2 separate regions of the Pan troglodytes genome follow, and region 1 is linked to region 2. The links are chromatin contacts, called in public Hi-C maps. All regions are on one chromosome and are shown on one strand. Each heading gives the region's core, a stretch centred on a gene start, on an enhancer-like site or on the middle of the called end of the contact. The rest is flanking DNA. Distances are from core to core; before and after follow the strand shown.

What was found. A called contact is a pair of places that touch in the nucleus more often than the background predicts.
Region 1: a Hi-C map of stem cell-derived neural progenitor cells shows a contact between it and region 2, with 2.3 times the contacts expected there. The contact joins two enhancer-like sites. A contact is called at or near these places in 1 of 7 Hi-C or Micro-C datasets (stem cell-derived neural progenitor cells) and 1 of 1 other capture datasets (stem cell-derived neural stem cells).

The regions. Positions count from the first base shown.
Region 1 is chr4:136,860,537-136,864,558 of NHGRI_mPanTro3-v2.0_pri, reverse strand. No RefSeq gene overlaps it. Among named protein-coding and RNA genes, the nearest start is that of SIL1, 12 kb to the right of the region's middle. Within about 2 kb of position 2,473, at least 6 of the 24 cell types and tissues checked have an H3K27ac peak or open chromatin away from gene starts, as enhancers often do. A contact at or near this core is called in stem cell-derived neural progenitor cells and stem cell-derived neural stem cells, where this site is marked.
Region 2 is chr4:136,668,004-136,672,266 of NHGRI_mPanTro3-v2.0_pri, reverse strand. SIL1 (SIL1 nucleotide exchange factor) reads left to right here. Exons shown (of 9, transcript NM_001280399.1): 9 at 118-602. The coding sequence ends at 474. Among named protein-coding and RNA genes, the nearest start is that of LRRTM2, 70 kb to the right of the region's middle. Within about 2 kb of position 1,681, at least 18 of the 24 cell types and tissues checked have an H3K27ac peak or open chromatin away from gene starts, as enhancers often do. A contact at or near this core is called in stem cell-derived neural progenitor cells and stem cell-derived neural stem cells, where this site is marked.

The DNA of each region.
Region 1 (4,022 bases), core at 1,224-3,723, 190 kb before region 2:
TTTTTTGGTAGAGACAGAGTCTTACTTTGCTGCCCAGGCTGATCTTGAACTCCTAGCTTCAAGTCATCCTCCTACCTAGGCCTCCCAAAGTGCTGGGATTACAGGTGTTAACCATTGTGCCTGGCCAGCACCTGTTTTTATGTATTACCACAGTCCATATTTTTACCTATTTTAATGGCAGTGTTATTTTCCATTGTACTCTTCCAAATGGTTCTTTTTAGATTATTGATTTTATTAAATCAATGGCTATTTTTTGAGTGCCAGGAAAAGTGCTGGGCAATGAGGAGACAGCGGTATGTTACACAGACAATTGTCCCTCCCACTGTGGAGCTCCCAGTCAGAAGGATTCTAGTTATAGGCCTATGAAATAGAGCTTCACTGACACCTAAAACAGCCCTGGAGAGGATGAGGAGGTTGTGCAGTCCCTAGCTCTGGTTCCTATTGCTGCCTTCTAAAATGCGGGGGGACGTCTTGGCAGGACAGTGTCAGTTCTGCTTGTAACTGTGCTCTCAGCAAAGCACAGGATGGAAACCCTGTGACCATGGCAGAGATGGCTCTGAAGTGGAGCTGCCGCAGCAGGGAGAACTGCTGTTCCCTAGGCAATACTCTGCTTAATATTTTTAGCATGTGGTCATGACAGAACTAAATGTGGTTTCTGATCCCAAATTGGTAATAAATGTAGCCATATTTAGAGTCAGAAACAATGCATTTAAAATCCTCTGCTCCTTAATTGTCCTGCCAAGTGCTGAGTTTAGGTTTCTTTGTTTCTTGGCTACCTACCCAGCTTCCTACCATCCCTTGTAGAAGGTGCCCGGATTTTCTCTGGGCGTTCGGTGGGATTGTGAAAGCCGTGAGTTATGGCTCCCTGAGCTGTGTTGAGAGGCATCTGATTTTTGTGTTTCTGCCCACATATGTAAATGTGTACATTTTAAAATTCATCTCCCTTTCAAGTTTTTAAGGATCTGGTATTATAAATAGTCTTGGGCTCTCGGGCATGTTAAAAATAAAATGTTTCAGTTGCTGACTTACCTGGAAGACATAGTTGATACCAACATGGTAGTAGCAAGTCCTGTGCTTGGTGACCCATCCTCGTATTGTTGCTAAGTGTTTCTGTAAGTAAATGCTATTTTCTTGGGGCTCCCCAATTAGTTTAAGGAGTACCCTAATTATTGCCTAGCTCATTATTACAAAGTTGTAATTAGTGTCTTTTTTTTTTTTTTTTTTTTTGAGACAGAGTCTTGCTCTGTCGCCCAGGCTGGAGGGCAGTGGCTCGATCTCAGCTCACTGCAACCTCCGCCTCCCAGGCTCAAGCAATTCTCTTGCCTCAGGCTCCCGAGTAGCTGGGATTACAGGCACCCATCACCACGCCTGGCTAATTTTTGTATTTTTAATAGAGACGGGGTTTCACCGTGTTGGCCAGGCTAGTCTTGAACTTCTGCCTCAAGTGATCCAGCTGCCTCGGCCTCCCAAAGTTCTGGGATTACAGGCATGAGCCACTGCACCCAGCCTCAACTAATTTTTGTATTTTTTAGTAGAGATGAGGTTTCACCATGTTGGCCAGGCTGGTCTTGAACTCCTGACCTCAGGTGATCCACCTGCCTCAGCCTCCCAAAGTTTTGGGATTACAGGTGTAAGCCACCATGCCCGGCCCCAACTAGTTTTTGTATTTTTTTAGTAGAGATGAGGTTTTACCATGTTGGCCAGGCTGGTCTTGAACTCCTGACCTCATGTGATCCACCTGCCTCAGCCTCCCAAAATGCTAGGATTACAGGTGTAAGCCACTGCGCCTGGCCTTTTCTTTTTAATAATTATGCTGTCTGAGACTAAGATGTGGAAGGCCACATTATCCACTGAATGTGAACAGGACATCATCCACCTGAGGCAAGTGACAATATCTTTTGTATATTATGTTCCATAGTATGGTGCCCAGTGTGCTCAAGGAACTGACATTAATGCTGAAATTATCTTTGTGTGGTATTTGCTTTTAGAGTGTGAGTGCTGAATGCTTGCAATAGAAATGGCAAACAAATTGTACTTACCAGTTAGCAGATAGTTCCTTTAGAACTATGGACTGGAAATCATACCTTCTTCCCTATTTTAGCCCCTTTAAGAGGCTCTGATGTTTTCTGGAAGCTTAGAGACAGCAGGGGAAAGGAAAGATGAATTCTGATCTCTCCTCCCCTCGAACCCTGACCGTGGTATCTGGATGACTGTGGTGTGAAAGTCCCTGGTGTTCTTTGGGAGCAGGCTATAGAGAAAGCCCATCGCACATACTGTCAGGAGATCCAGTTACTATTTTAAAAGGGGAGGGAAGAAAAGCCCTGGGACCCTTAGTCCCCGGATGCTAGCTGCATCTGTCTACAGTGGTCCCAGCAGTCTAGGTCAGCTGCATTTGCCCCGGCTGTTCCTACTCTCCCTGACTCCCCCTTAGAGGTAGGAGAGTGGCAGCAGGAATTTGGAGACAGGCCTGAGTCATCAGGAAGCGGGACTCTGAAGTGTTTGATGTCAGTCAGCTGGCACTGATGCAGAGCCAGCCAGCATCGCTTAAAGGTTTCAATGGAAATGTGTCTGTAACCACCCAGAGTATAGTCCAGGTGTGTGGGCTGACTTGTGGCTCAGGGAAGCTAGTCTCCAAAGAGGGGCTTGGTTGTCAGAACAGAAGACAGTTCTGTATGGGGGTGAAGCCCTCGCTGCTTTTGCTTATCCTATTCTTTGCTCAGAATTTTCTCTAATAATAGTAGTGAGAGCTATAAGCTTTATGAGCCCTCATTTTGTGTCAGGCACTGTGCTATATGCTCTATGTCATCTCATTTAATATAGACAGTCATACTAAATAGTTACTATCAAGTCCCCTTATAGATGAAGGGGTTGAAACTTGTAGAGGTTAAGCATCTGGCCCAAAGTCACACAGCTAGTAGGGGAGACTTGGCTCAAAATCCAGAGCCTGCATTCTTCCTATTACACTGGAGTGGGTTGGAAGGGAATGGAGCTTCTTGTAACCTTGGTTGTTATCAGACATGGGCTGATCACTCCCGGTACCTCAGGCAGGGTCAAGGATCAGGTATAAGGGGTAGGTCCCCTTGTCTGTATCTTGCTAGGAGCTTACAGTCTAGGACCTACTGGAAAGTACAGACTAGGACCTGAGTATTCCTCTGATTCATCTGGTCAACTGCTGGTATGCTTAGGCAAGCCCCATTCACCAAAGACGACTCCGTCTTTGTCTGCCATGTAGAAATACTTCTGTCTTGTGTATTTTCTGCATGGAGGGGCGAGGTGTCAAGTTCTTGCCAGACAGTTGGGTGTGTGTATATACATGGTGTGTGTGGTTGTGGTTTGTGTGTGTGTGTGTGTGTGTATGTGTGTGTGTGCCTGGCACTGGGCTCCATGAAGGGGAGCAGGGATGCTTTTGCTTCGTGTATAGCTAGGAAGCTTGAGTGATAGGAGTTTAAGGGATCAAGTCACAAAGGAAGCCTGGCTGCAATCTGAGTCAAGGGATTTCTTCTTCCTGAATGCCTGTGCCTATGCCTTGGCTGGTCTGTGCCAAGGGCATTTAGTAATCAAGGTGCCTGTGTGTGGTATGTGTGTGTGTGCACGTGTGTGTGGTGTGTGTTCGTGTGTGGTGCAGAAACTAGAACATGGTAGAGGTGGGTCTTTCCACAAGAGGGCCCCAGTAGGCTCATTTAAAAATTTCTGTCCTTTCTACATATGGCTAGCCAGTTTTCCCAGCACCCATTCAGAGGTGGGAATTGAACAATGAGAACACATGGACACAGGAAGGGGAACATCACACACCAGGGACTGTTGTGGGGTTGGGGGAGGGGGGAGGGATAGCATTAGGAGATATACCTAATGCTAAATGACGAGTTAATGGGTGCAGCACACCAACATTGCACATGCATACATATGTAACAAACGTGCACATTGTGCACATGTACCCTAAAACTTAAAGTATAATAATAATAAAATTAAAAAAAAAATTTCTGTCCTGACACAAAATGTGCCTTTTTATTTATACTGTTGCA
Region 2 (4,263 bases), core at 432-2,931:
GTCAGCCTCGTACCTTCCTGTCTGAAGGGCAGAGCTAGCCAGGTGTGAGCTAACTGCTCCCTGTGTGTTCTCTCCCCACCCCCACCCTACCTGGCCTGCGGCTGTGGCGGGTGGCAGATGTTCGCCGAGGAGGAGGCTGAGCTGACCCAGGAGATGTCCCCAGAGAAGCTGCAGCAGTATCGCCAGGTACACCTCCTGCCAGGCCTGTGGGAACAGGGCTGGTGCGAGATCACGGCCCACCTCCTGGCGCTGCCCGAGCATGATGCCCGTGAGAAGGTGCTGCAGACACTGGGCGTCCTCCTGACCACCTGCCGGGACCGCTACCGTCAGGACCCCCAGCTCGGCAGGACACTGGCCAGCCTGCAGGCTGAGTACCAGGCGCTGGCCAGCCTGGAGCTGCAGGATGGTGAGGACGAGGGCTACTTCCAGGAGCTGCTGGGCTCTGTCAACAGCTTGCTGAAGGAGCTGAGATGAGGCCCCACACCAGGACTGGACTGGGATGCCGCTAGTGAGGCTGAGGGGTGCCAGCGTGGGTGGGCTTCTCAGGCAGGAGGACATCTTGGCAGTGCTGGCTTGGCCATTAAATGGAAACCTGAAGGCCATCCTCTTTCTGCTGTGTGTCTGTGTAGACTGGGCACAGCCCTGTGGCCGGGGGGTCAGGTGAGTGGTTGGGTGATGGGCTCTGCTGACGTGCAGGGCTCAGCCCAGGGCATCCAGGAACAGGCTCCAGGGCAGGAACCTGGGCCCAGGAGTTGCAAGTCTCTGCTTCTTACCAAGCAGCAGCTCTGTACCTTGGGAAGTCGCTTAATTGCTCTGAGCTTGTTTCCTCATCTGTCAGGAGTGCCATTAAAGGAGAAAAATCACGTAGAAAGCTTCACACTAGTGCTGGCACCCCCCAGCTGTGAGGTAAGGCAGGGAATCATCTCACTGCCCCTCTATCGGTGCCCACATAACAGCCTCGAGGCCGCTGACCTGGCCGGCGCCCGAGGCCTGTCCATACACTGGTGCTGTGGTGACCCAGGCAGCTGATGGGCTTGACGGCTGCTGGAGTGATGGGTGCTGGAGCAGTGGGTGCCGGGGTGGGGTGCTGAGAGGTGCTGGACTCTGGAGGCCCAGGGGCCAGGCCTTACTCTGGGAGAAAGCTGGCAGTGGGAGCCCAGGGGAGCCCAGGCCTGCCTGGCCCACCTGACAGGGGAGAAGTGCCTCTCTGTGGCCTTCCACCACTTCTGTGTCCAAGCAGAAACAGGGCCAAGCCCAAGGAGGAGGCCTCAGAGCTGGGAGCAGCCGCGCCTGGCGAGTCCCGGCCCCCACCCAGGCTGGCGGAGTCCCGGGCTGGAGCTGGCTGCAGGTTGCCATGGCAACCCGGGCTCTGGGCTTTTCAGACTCGGATTCTGGTGTGTTTGTTTCTCAGCTTTCCCAGTGCACCAGAGGCTCGCTCTTGCGGGCCCAGGCAGCCCCTCCGGCCCCCGGGTGGTAAAGTCGGGAGGGCCAGTCTGGGGCAGGACTCTCCTCTCCCTGGCTCTAGGCCTCCTTGTAGAAATCTCAGTTTTACTGAGCTGAGGGCAAATTGAGGCCCAGAAAAACATGGGGTCAGTAGTTGGCCTTCCCTGCAGTCCCTTTGCTTGGCCACCTGGCTCTTCTCCTCAGCCCCTCTCCTGCTCGCCTCTTGCCGCAACACGACACGCAGGAAGCTTGGAGCAGAGCCACGGCCTGCACGGAGCCCCTCCCAGCAGGGCAGGCTGGAGGCAGGAGTCCAGGCTGATGCTGGAGTAACAGCTTCCCCAGGGCGGGAGGCCTCAGGGCTAGGGCAGAGTGGGGAACAGACTCACAGTCTGCCAGCCATTGGGTACCTGCTGCCTTTACAGCCTCGCAGGAGTCTTCGAAGTAGATTTTACAGATGAGGAAATCATGGCTCAGAGAGGCCAAGTGATCTGCCTGTGGGGGCAGCAGTGGGCCTGCGGTGCTGATGGTGCTGTGGGAGGCTTGAATGGGAGGCCAAGAAGGAGATGATGTTGAATTGACAGGCAGCGGAGGGAGGACCACGAGAAATGGCTGGGCATGTGTGGCCACAACAGGGCAGGCAGGGTTCAGACAGGAGGTGCCAGCGCCTGGATGAGGCCAAGGTCAAGGGGCGCTTTAGAGGTAGTGTTGGAAGATCTAGCGTGGACTTGAGAAAGGGGCAAGGTGAGGTTTGATGGGGAGAGGGGCTGCCTCAGCAGAGGCTGGAAGACAGGAGGACTTGGGGCTGGGCTGGGGATGAATCTATTCTAGGCTTTCAGCATTCAGAGGTGAGCACCAAGGCTGGGCAGTGGGAACAGTGGACAGGCGAGAGTGTGGGGCCTTGTGGGGAGGCCAGGCCGGGCGCTCGGCTGTGTCAGGACCAGGCTGGCCCTTGAGGCCTCTGTGACCACCAGGGTCTGGCCCGGGGTGTGGAAAGCGTCCCTATGGGAGGAGTGCCACTAGTAGGGGCCTAACTGCAGTCCCCAGTGTCCCCTCTGCCCCCAGGTGTGCTGCCCTCAGCAGCGATTCTGTAAAGCAGAGGGAGGCTTTGGGCCAGGTGCTCTTGAGAGGATTTCTGGGAGCGAGGATGGAGGAACAGGCACCTGGGGGCTGTAGGGAGGGGGCTGGACCAGCGCCAGGCTGCTGAGCCCGAGGCCTGGGAGGTGGGACTGCGTGCACTCTGCCCTCACACACTCAGAGCATCGGAATGGGAGTTGGGCTGCAGTCTCTCTCCTCAATGGCCGCATCCAGGTTCGTTCTGGACTGTTAAGCAGACCCTCCAGGGAGAGGGTGGCGAGGCGCCCCAGGGTCTGGGCTTGGGCTGCTTGGGGGTGGGTTCTGGCTCTGCCTCCTGATTCATCACGGCTTGTTGTCTGCAGGTCAGGAAGGAACCCCTTCTCTGCCTTCCCTTTGGCTGCCATCCTGGGAACTGTGGTCAAGGAGTGTGACCGGGGCTCGAAGTGAGGCAGGGAGTGGTGACGGGGGAGGTGGGACTTTCTCCTGTGGGGCTGGAGCCTGCTTTCCTGTCCTCACTGTCTTGGGATGGGCTGAGAGGTGTGCCGGGCTGACACCCACAGGCCCTCAGTGATTATTGGGTCCCTGCTCCTGGGCTGGGCTGACCCAGGCCCTAGTGTGGGAGGATGGCAGGGAGGGTGGTGGGCCTAGGTCCTCACCCCATCCCTCAGCAGCTGTGGTTTTGTGAGTTCACTTGTTCATTCATTCTTTCATTCACACTGTGGCTGTTGAGCAGTCGTGTGTGTCAGGCAGTTGGAGCTGAGAAGTCTGCTGAGCTGGGTGAGGCCAAGGAAAGGCCTCCCAGAGCTGGTGATGGCCAGGCTAAGCCCTGCAGGCTGCAGGAGTAGCAGTCAGGGATGGGCAGTTGGGAGGGCCAGTCTGGGGCAGGCAGGGCGAGGGCTCTGGCCCTGGGAAGATACAGGAAGGCCAGAGAGTGGCCATTTGCAGAATCCACAATTTCGGGTCCTCCGGCAGCTTGTCAGCCCTGCCAAGGGCTGTGCCCTCATCCTAGCAGGTGTTCTCTGGGCTGCTGCTTATTCATTCATTTGTTCAACAAATCTGGTTGGGTACTACGAGCCAGGCACTGTTCTAGGGCAGGAAGTGGTAGGACAGGAGGGGAGAGGGCTGGACCATGATAAATACACATGCTTCAGGGGAGGGCCAGGCAAGGAAGACAGAGCCCAGTGGGGAGGGAAGAGGGGTAGGCACTGCTGTTTCCCCTCAGTGGTGGGGAAGGCCTCTGAGGAGGGGCCAGGCACAGGAGCGCAGCAGTGAGCCGTGGGGGTGCTTTGTAGACAAGGGGATAGCAGAGGCAAAGGTCCTGCAGGAACAGGCCGAAGCACTTCAGGAAAAGCCATGAGAACCAGGCCTGGAGCAGGCAGAGGCCGAGGGAGGAGTTGCAAGGGAGGGCCGCCTGGGGAGGCTGTGGAAGGGACCTGGGATTTTCTTTGAGGTGGGGCTGTTGAGAGTTGGGTGCAGAGGAGAGACCTGATGTAACCCACCTTTTTCTTTTTGAGACAGGGTCTTGTTCTGTCACTCAGGCTAGAATGCAGTGGTGTGACCACGGCTCACTGCAGCCTTGACCTGCTAGGCTCAAGTGGTCCTCCCACCTCAGCCTCCGAAGTAGCTGGGACCACAGGTGCAAGCTGTCACGCCTAGCTAATTTTTTTCATTTTTTTGTAGAGGTCTCCCTATGTTTTCCAGGCTTGTCTTGAGCTCCTGGGCTCAAGCGATCCTGCTGCCTCAACC